2 separate regions of the Mus musculus genome follow, and region 2 is linked to region 1. The links are chromatin contacts, called in public Hi-C maps. All regions are on one chromosome and are shown on one strand. Each heading gives the region's core, a stretch centred on a gene start, on an enhancer-like site or on the middle of the called end of the contact. The rest is flanking DNA. Distances are from core to core; before and after follow the strand shown.

The links. Hi-C and Micro-C count contacts between places; a contact is called where the count stands out from the background.
Region 2: a contact with region 1 is called in a Hi-C map of colorectal tumor organoids, with 2.2 times the contacts expected there. The contact joins two enhancer-like sites. A contact is called at or near these places in 5 of 484 Hi-C or Micro-C datasets (cerebral cortex, colorectal tumor organoids, cortical neurons and 2 more) and 1 of 115 datasets of contacts at active chromatin or transcription factors (embryonic stem cells).

What each region holds. Positions count from the first base shown.
Region 1 is chr11:52,917,814-52,921,923 of GRCm38.p6, reverse strand. All of the region lies in intron 3 of Fstl4 (follistatin-like 4), which reads right to left. Among named protein-coding and RNA genes, the nearest start is that of Fstl4, 160 kb to the right of the region's middle. Within about 2 kb of position 2,158, at least 41 of the 459 cell types and tissues checked have an H3K27ac peak or open chromatin away from gene starts, as enhancers often do. A contact at or near this core is called in colorectal tumor organoids, where this site is marked.
Region 2 is chr11:53,030,013-53,034,122 of GRCm38.p6, reverse strand. The region is part of intron 4 of Fstl4 (follistatin-like 4); the gene reads right to left. Among named protein-coding and RNA genes, the nearest start is that of Gm11186, 88 kb to the left of the region's middle. Within about 2 kb of position 2,127, at least 6 of the 459 cell types and tissues checked have an H3K27ac peak or open chromatin away from gene starts, as enhancers often do. A contact at or near this core is called in colorectal tumor organoids, where this site is marked.

The DNA of each region.
Region 1 (4,110 bases), core at 909-3,408:
AAGATTTTGTGTAGCATAGGCCAACCTTGAACTTACTAAGTTGCTGAGGATGACCTTGAGCTACTGGCCATTCACTTGCCCTCAGCATCTCTAGTCTGCTTTTCTTTCTAGTATCTAGGAACAGTCTGTCTCTCAGAGCATCCCCTTGTCCAACCTCCCCAGCCTCCTGGTACAACACTTTCACATAAACACTAATCTGACTTTTCCATGCCACCATGAGAATCAAAGTTCAAAGAGCCAGTGTTGAGGATCTTGATGTTAGCATAGGCGGACACTCAAATGGAAGATGCCATTTCCAGAGGGCAAATGAGGAGAAGGAATGGGCACAAAGCCAGTATGGATGGTATGACCGCTCTTAGAAATGTCTGTTAAGAAGGTGAGCAGGTAAAGGACACTTGTCTCCAAGTCTGATGAAACGAGTTCCATTCCTGGAACCCACGTGGTGTAAGGAGAGAACAAATTTCTACAATGTACCAAGTACAATGTCATTCCTATGTATTATCATGTCAGCTGGAGAAGGCAGCTTTGAGGTTGTTACAAAGTAGCACCATCAAATGGAAAAGTAAACTTCTGTAACTCCAGGAGATCAGTGGAGTAGAACAGCTGAGCTCTGGTTTCCCATGGGTGAGCTATCCTCTCCTGTGTGGATTATCTGTCTGTGTGGGTTAACTGATGCCAGTCCTTGTGAACACAACAAAAGTAACAATAAAGTAACAACATCTGTGCTCCACAGGCACATCCTGGCCCCACTCACATGTACACACACACACACACACACACACACACACACACACACACACAGAAACAAACATATTACATTTTTTTTAAAAGAAAGAATTGTCTGAGGCATTAGAGATACCCCTTTGGCTGTGACTGTGAATTTCCGAGAACAATTAACTGAAGAAGAGAGAGATGGCCTGAACACGGCTGACACCATTCTACGGCCAGGTCTCAGGGAAACAGAAGAAAGCTAGGTGAGCAGGTTAGAGGATGGGAAGGACCAAGAAAGGTAGGTGGAGGCCTGGGAGGCCAAGGTCCAACTTCTTCACCTGGAGTACCAGGGCAACCCTGAGCACTTATGTGCCAGACAGTCAACCCGTTCTGTGTTCTAAGAGTCCTCCAGACAACCCGACCAGGTGCTCATGTCACATCAGTGGTAAGGGTGTTACAGAGCTGTGGAGAGCTGGGGGACCAATATGGCGGCCACTGTTTACCATGTGGCAGTGGATGCCAGAGTGTTGTGTGTGTACATTGTCATGCCACCCAGAGGAAGGAAGAGGTCAGGAGGTGTGGTTATATTTTTTTTTCCCAATCCAGATCTAGGTGATAGAAGGATTTCACTTAAATCTTTAAGTCATTCTGCCATGCACCCTCTCGCCACCCATTGGCTCAGAACCCATCTTGCAGTTGGAGCTGGAATCTACTGTGCGTACAGGGAGGGGGACAGTGAAGGTGCTGTTTCTTCATGAAAAAAAAATTCTTTGCTAAGCACATGCTGATTTTCCTGGTTAAAGAATAAGGGAGTATAATCTACCCAGCACCAAATACCCTGAACTAATATATCTCCAGTTTACAAAGCTCAAGTTGTCTGAAAGAAATAGCTGGGGATATTTTTTGTTTTTGTCTTAACTTTTGTTTGTTTTTAATTTAACGTTTGTTTGTTTTTAACCAAAGATTAAACTTTACCAGTGTTCCCAACTCTGCATCACCAGTGGGGCTGGCTCAGAGCTACTGCTTGCTCTAGGAGGGAAGAGGCAAGGGAGCCCACCCTACCCACCGCCCACAAGCTTGCACCTCTGGGGGTCTCCTCACAGGCTGGGATTCCTGAGCATCGCCTGGTCTGGGTGACAGGGTCGTTGTGCAGGCATAAAAGAAAGGACTGCACAGTCTGAGGTATAAAAAGAAGCCTTAATCTCGAGCCAGACAAAGCAGCACACAGACACAGGTGGCTAAAATAAATTCCAAGAGTCACTCGGTACTTCTGAGTAATTGTGCGGCTGGCTGAAGATGCACTGTACTTTCGATGGCGTGGGGAGCGGGTTGTGTTTCATCAGAAGCAGGAAATGCAGATCAAAGACTGGAGGTTAAGGATGCTGAGATCACAGCAGAAGGCAGCTGAGCCCCTGGATGATTTCCAAGAGGCCAAGCCTCAGGCGGGAGAAAGTAACGAGGATGTAACAAATTGTAAGTCGAGTCTTTGTTTCTCAGTCCTTGGGCTGGCACTGGACCCTCTCAGACAGCCAGATAAGCCTCCCAGGAGCAAGAAGCCCCCCCCCCCCCGGGGGGAGGGGAAACGGTATGCTTTCAAACACCTGTTCCCGCCGCTGATCAGCAAATGGGAACAAGAGATGTCTCCCACCCCCTGAGATTTTAAGACAGGTGGCCTGGGTCCCCTGTTAGAGAAACTATTGGGTCCTGGCAACAAAACAGACCTCCTGGCTCTGCCAGTCCAGGCTCCACCCTCTGGCAGTTTTCCAACAGGGGTGCCAGGAAATCTGACAAAAAACGGTTGTCTCTACTTCTCAAGGTCTTCCTAAGGGCGTGTAGAGTAGTCTCACCATGAAAGGCTTGTTTGTCCTGGAGACCAGACCTTGTGAGTGAGGCACAGTCAACCACACGTCTAGAGCCCCATAGTGGGTGTATACAAGACTGGTGCACTTCTTGGTAGGGAAGAGGAGAATGGCTGATTTGTGGTACTCCTTCCTTCTCAATAGATGGAGATGCAGCAAGGCCTCTGCCTACATAGTGCTTACCACCCTGAGCAGCTATTCGCCACCTCCTGCTCCCTGCACATTCCCACAGGGTACATAGGCAACAGAGGCCCTGACAGTCAACATCCCCACCTCTCCACCCAAGCAGCTTCTAATTTTAAGTTGAGCCGAAGTGGATGGTTTCCTTGGGACAGCATTTACCTATAACACTTGGTTGTCCATTCATTTTTCTGTCTGTCCAGCCCTCCCTCCATCCCACAAAATTCATCTTGTGGCCTACGGCTTTTGCCACATGGCCACAGATGGGTAGAATGAACAAGGCCTTTCTACTCAGGTTGCTCCTAGGGCAATGGTAAGCTCTGTAGATGCAAAGCAAGCACCACTGCAAGAGATGCCTCAGGCTGACACCAAAGAGAAAGCACCACCAAGCTGCAGGTGCCAAGCTTTTTCTACCATGGTCAGGACAGATGACACTGAGCCAGCATACTTGGTCTAGAGAGCAAGGAGCAAGCAAACACACACACACACACACACACACACACACACACACACACACACACACACAGAGAGACCCTATTCACTGGGACAACAGTATAGGAGCGTAAAGCACACAGAGAAAATGAGAGGAAGCCTGGGTAGTACCTTTATGGAAGTGCCTGCTGGGCATTGATCAATCCCTAGATTCTGTCCCTAGCATCTAAAACAACCAACCAACGTGCCAACCAAACCCAGGATGAAGCTGCGGGGTCTCCAAAGCTTGAGTACAGGAAGCTAGGCTGTAGACAGAGCCATACTCTTCACTTTTCAGGAAGCCCCAAAGCTATTAAGGGTCTGATTTGTGGCGCTTTTGCCTTTGGTGGTTCTCATGGTGGCTGAGGGAAGGTGACTGACTGGTTTGAAGGAAAAGAGGTAAGCTTGGGGTGGAGTGGGGGTGTGTAACTGTCCCACTAATTGTGACCACTAAGGTAGGCCTGGTGAAGTAGGCAGCAGGGGCAGAATCCATAGACAGGCCTTGCTGGCCAGGGAGAAAATGGAGGACAAGAGTACAGTGGCCTCCAGGGCGGGGCACACACTCAGATCCCTAGTCTCTCCAGCAGCTACTCCCCTCGTAAGTGTCCTGGTGTCCCTCCAATGGCCCTGTGGCTGTTTACTCTGACTGCTGGCTGTGAGCTAAACACCCCTTAAATGTTTCTTATACAGTACAGGCTTTTTTCCCCTTACCTGGAAACACTTGGGTGGCTTAATTTGTTTTCTGGAATAACAAAAGCAATTAGGCTAATTGCCTTCAGAATGGGGCGCTCAGAGGCGACAACCTCAACACCACACAGGAGGCGACTGGCAGGTTCCTTCTAGGCTCATAATTTATGGGCTAATTTTCCTGTCCTGTCAAGGGCAGGAA
Region 2 (4,110 bases), core at 878-3,377, 110 kb before region 1:
GGCATGAGGTGGGTTGTGAGTAAAGCCTGTTGACTCAAGGCCTGGAACCTCGGGGTGGGGGTGGGGATCACCGAGCGTGTTTCTACTTGACATCGAATCCTCTAGTCAAGGAGACATCAGCTGTGCCGTGCCAAGGGCCTGGCTGCACACTGGCCCTTAGTTAAGGTCCTCCTGTCCAGACTTGAGGTCCCTGTGGGGCTTATCCCATTAGCAGACGTGGGAAATTGGGCAGTTATGAGGCTAGTGTCTAAATGAACCCTGAAGAAGATGCTCCATTTTTTTTTTTTTTTTTTGCCACTTAATTGAATTTGTGGCAGTAAATCTTTGAGTCTTCTCTTAGCATTCAGAATTTCAATTTACTCCATGGATTTTTGTGTTCAACCCCCAGTGAAAATGAGCATTTGTGCCGAAAAGCTTTTAATCAACCCTTCTCAAAATGTCAGTCCCCTTATCTCCAAAGCCCACTGCAATCTTGGGGCCTATGGTTTTAAAAAGAGCTCCCATGTACCGCCTCTCCCTCCCAGCTCCTGGCGTGCTTTATCATGGCTTAATCAGAGTCGTTTCTGACATTCATCCCTCTCCTAATCTTCTCAGATTTCTTCTTAAGGTGAGTTTTCCACTTCAAATCCAGCTTTGTGGACCCATTAATATTCCCTGAAGCCAATGCCCACAGACAAGGACTTGCATGCAGGAACTCTGGCGGTGTGGTGTCCTCTCTCTTAGCACGCAGGTTAATTGTCCAGTCTTTAATTAAATCATTTTCCTTTCACGTTGTTTGTGGAGCTACATGGTAAATTAAGCTGTAAACCTGTCTTTGCTTTATGAGGATGGAGTTTTACACATTCTTGCTTGCTTTTTTTTTCCTCAAAGACTGACTCTCTGTGTGTGTGTGTGTGTGTGTATGTGACCATGCACACATGTGTGAGTATATATCCAGGTGTGCATGTGTGTGAGAGTGTATGTATGCACACATGTGTTTGTGAATATGTGCATGCCTGTTTGTTTGTAGAGAGGCCGGAGAAAGAAATCAGGCATGTTGCTCCATGACTCTCCATTCATTCCTTTGATGCAAGTTTCCCACTGAACTTTGAGCTAGGCTGTTGACCAGCAAACTCCAGCCCCAGAGTTCCTTCTCTTTCCATCCTCCACTGCAGGGAGTGTGGCAGGCAAGCATCCAACCGCACCTGTAGTTAGGTTACCAGGCCTGCACAGAAGGTGTTCTTGCCTACTGAGTCATCTCTCTAGCCAGGCCTTGATTCTCCATCCTCCTGCCTCAGCTTCATAAGTACTTGGGATTATAGGTCTGATCCCCTAGGTGTCTGATCCATCAGGTCTGAGCAAAAGCTAATTTCCAGAAAAATAATTCTTAATAGGAAAGGACACACATTATATGGAAAGAAAGGAATAAAATTTTTGGATTTTCAGTGGCAAACATTTTACTTAGTAATGATTTGGGGAAAGGCTCTTTTCCATACTTTGGGGCAGAGTGTAACTGCCTCTGGAAGCATTCCTAACTGAGATGGTAAACAAGGCAGGCCCTCCCGCTGTCCTGGGAGCAGCCACCAGGGGGCAGCATGTCTCCCACCTACTGATCAGCTAGCTAATCAGCATCCCTGCTGCTCCGACCCTGTGCACCACAGGACAGCCATGTTCTCTCTATCGATTTCTCCCCAGGCCTTGGATTTGGATGAGCCCTAATCAGTGGTGTGGTCTTCAGTCCTTGCTTCTTGATTTGTCAGGAGAGTGAGTTATCTGAGCTGCCGCTCTCTGTGATTTGTAGGTGGGAGAACTTGGCTGCACTGCTGTGACCTTTTCAATATTCTGTTATTAGAGGGGCTGGCCATTTCAACTTCCTCCTGAACAGAGCATCTTCAGAGTGTGCTGAAGAGGAAGAATGGCCAGTTAGTCAGAGCGCTGAAGGCTGAAAAGGTTGCCATGGTGGGTGGGGTGTGGGGGTGCTGACGGTCACCATCTGCCTTGGCATCCTGCAAAATGCAAGGCTCCTGACCCCCAGGGTTCCATGGGACCCACCAAAGCAGTGGATTCAATCCTCAGGTCCCCTTCCTTGCCATGCAGACACTGCCACTGCCAATGTAAACAGGCAACCCAGGTGACTCACTGTGGCCTGCCAGGTCCCACGCCCTCAGGTTCCTTGCTGACGCCTCATCTGCCATTAACTTTCCTATCACTTCCGGTGCTCTAGCCACATTGGCCTGCATCTGCTGCCTTGGACTTGCAGGCTCCTCCCAGTCCTGGGGCCTTTGCATGTGCTAAGCTTTGCTTAGAATCTCTTTCTCCAGGTCTTTGGCCTGGCTGCTTTCCCTTCAGCACATAGCCCAGGCTCCACTGTTGTCTCCTATTCCATACCTCCCTCCTTATGGAAGCAATACTCCACTCGCCTATCTTCCTTTCTCTGGGTACTGTGTGCTTGTGCACAGAGAGGCCAGAGGTCAAGGCCAGGCTTTCATTGATTGCTCTTTCCCTTAAATTTTCAATAGTGCAATAGTGGAGCTCGCTGACCGGCCAACAAACTCCAGAAATTCTCCTATCACGGTTTCCCCATGTTGGTGTTACACTTGGCTTTTTACATGGATGCCGGGGTTCCCAATCCAGTCTTCACGCTTGGGTTATAAGCACTCTGACCATCCTCTCCCCAGCCTTCCTTATAGCTGTTTAGTACCTATCACATTAGTCTCGTCCTCCATGCCTCTACCTCAGCATCTTCACATGCACGCCCCCTGAGGGAAGAGAATGGACTGCAGGTAGATAGCGTCTGCTCTCTGTGTCCGCATGGCTTGGAGCAGCCACAAGGACACAGTGGGTCCTCAGAGTGTTGATGAGTGAAAGTTATGGTGCAGTTGACTGCAAAAGGAGATACTAGTTCCAACTCCTCTCTGGTCACCCAGCAGATGTCCTTCTTCCTGCTTCCCAGGTCACTCCTGTCACCTTCCTAGAGGACCTATTACATATAGCAAGGTGACAAATGCCAGGTGAAACCCAGCACCTAGAATCTAGACTCACTGCAGTGATTCAAAGTATTAGCACATGACTCATACATTAGTTTCTACCCCCCCCCTTGTTTGTTTTATTCAAGACAGGGTTTCTCCATATAACCTTGGCTGTCCTGGAACTCACTCTGTAGACCAGGCTAGCTTCCAACTCACATAGATCTGCTTGCCTCTATCTGAGAGCTGGGATTAAAGGCGTGTGCCACCACTGCCCAGCTTAGAAGTTTCTTACACATATGGCAGGATGATCATTTACAACAGTGCAGCCATCTTCAGGATCCAAATATTGAGCCCAGGACTGCTTAGAAACTCCCCCTGGCTGAAGTTTGGGTGGATGTCCCTACAAAGCGGAATAAAGACGAGTCCACAGCCCTGTCTGGTGCTGTATGGGGTCACAGGTGCTGTTTCTGGAACTGTGTGGAAGATTTGGGCCAGAGGGTCTACCTGCAACCCAGAAGCACACATGGGGACAGCCACAGGGCAGCTTCTCAGTTTTCAAGAGATTTTTGAAAAGTAGCCTTGGGAAAGTTTATGTTTCATTTTATTCCTGTCAGACCCTGGGTTTTAGGGTATCCTAGGAAGGCCATTTCATCACCACAGTGTGCGACATTGTTCCGTCCCACTCTACAGTATGGAGGACCATTTAAACAGCTGCAGCATGTCCAAATTTTCTTTCCTTAGCTCTCCTGCGCCTGGAGGATGAAAGATGCTCAGAAGCATGCGGAGGCAGCGCTCCCCGCCGCTGTGGGGTTTTCTGCTGTCGACCACACCAGAAGTTTAGAATCAAACATCAGGAATGGAGAAAAGGAAAGGAAAGGCAATGGTTTTAAAGAGCCTGCCAAGCTCTGATCCTTGGGAGAGAACAAATCAAACAATCTCACTGGTGACAGGGATAGACCTGAATAGAAACCAAACACAATTTCACATTCCTCTTTGCTGGTCAGCTGGAATGCTGTTATCTGTGCTGTGTTATGGATAAACCCAAGCCCAACAAGCAGGATCAAGATGCTACTTTCTGAGAACTGCAGGAGCCTTTATCCTGCCCTGCCAGCCTTGTCTGGAGCACATTAGCTTCGTCCCATCAGGAATTTGGCGTTTTGAC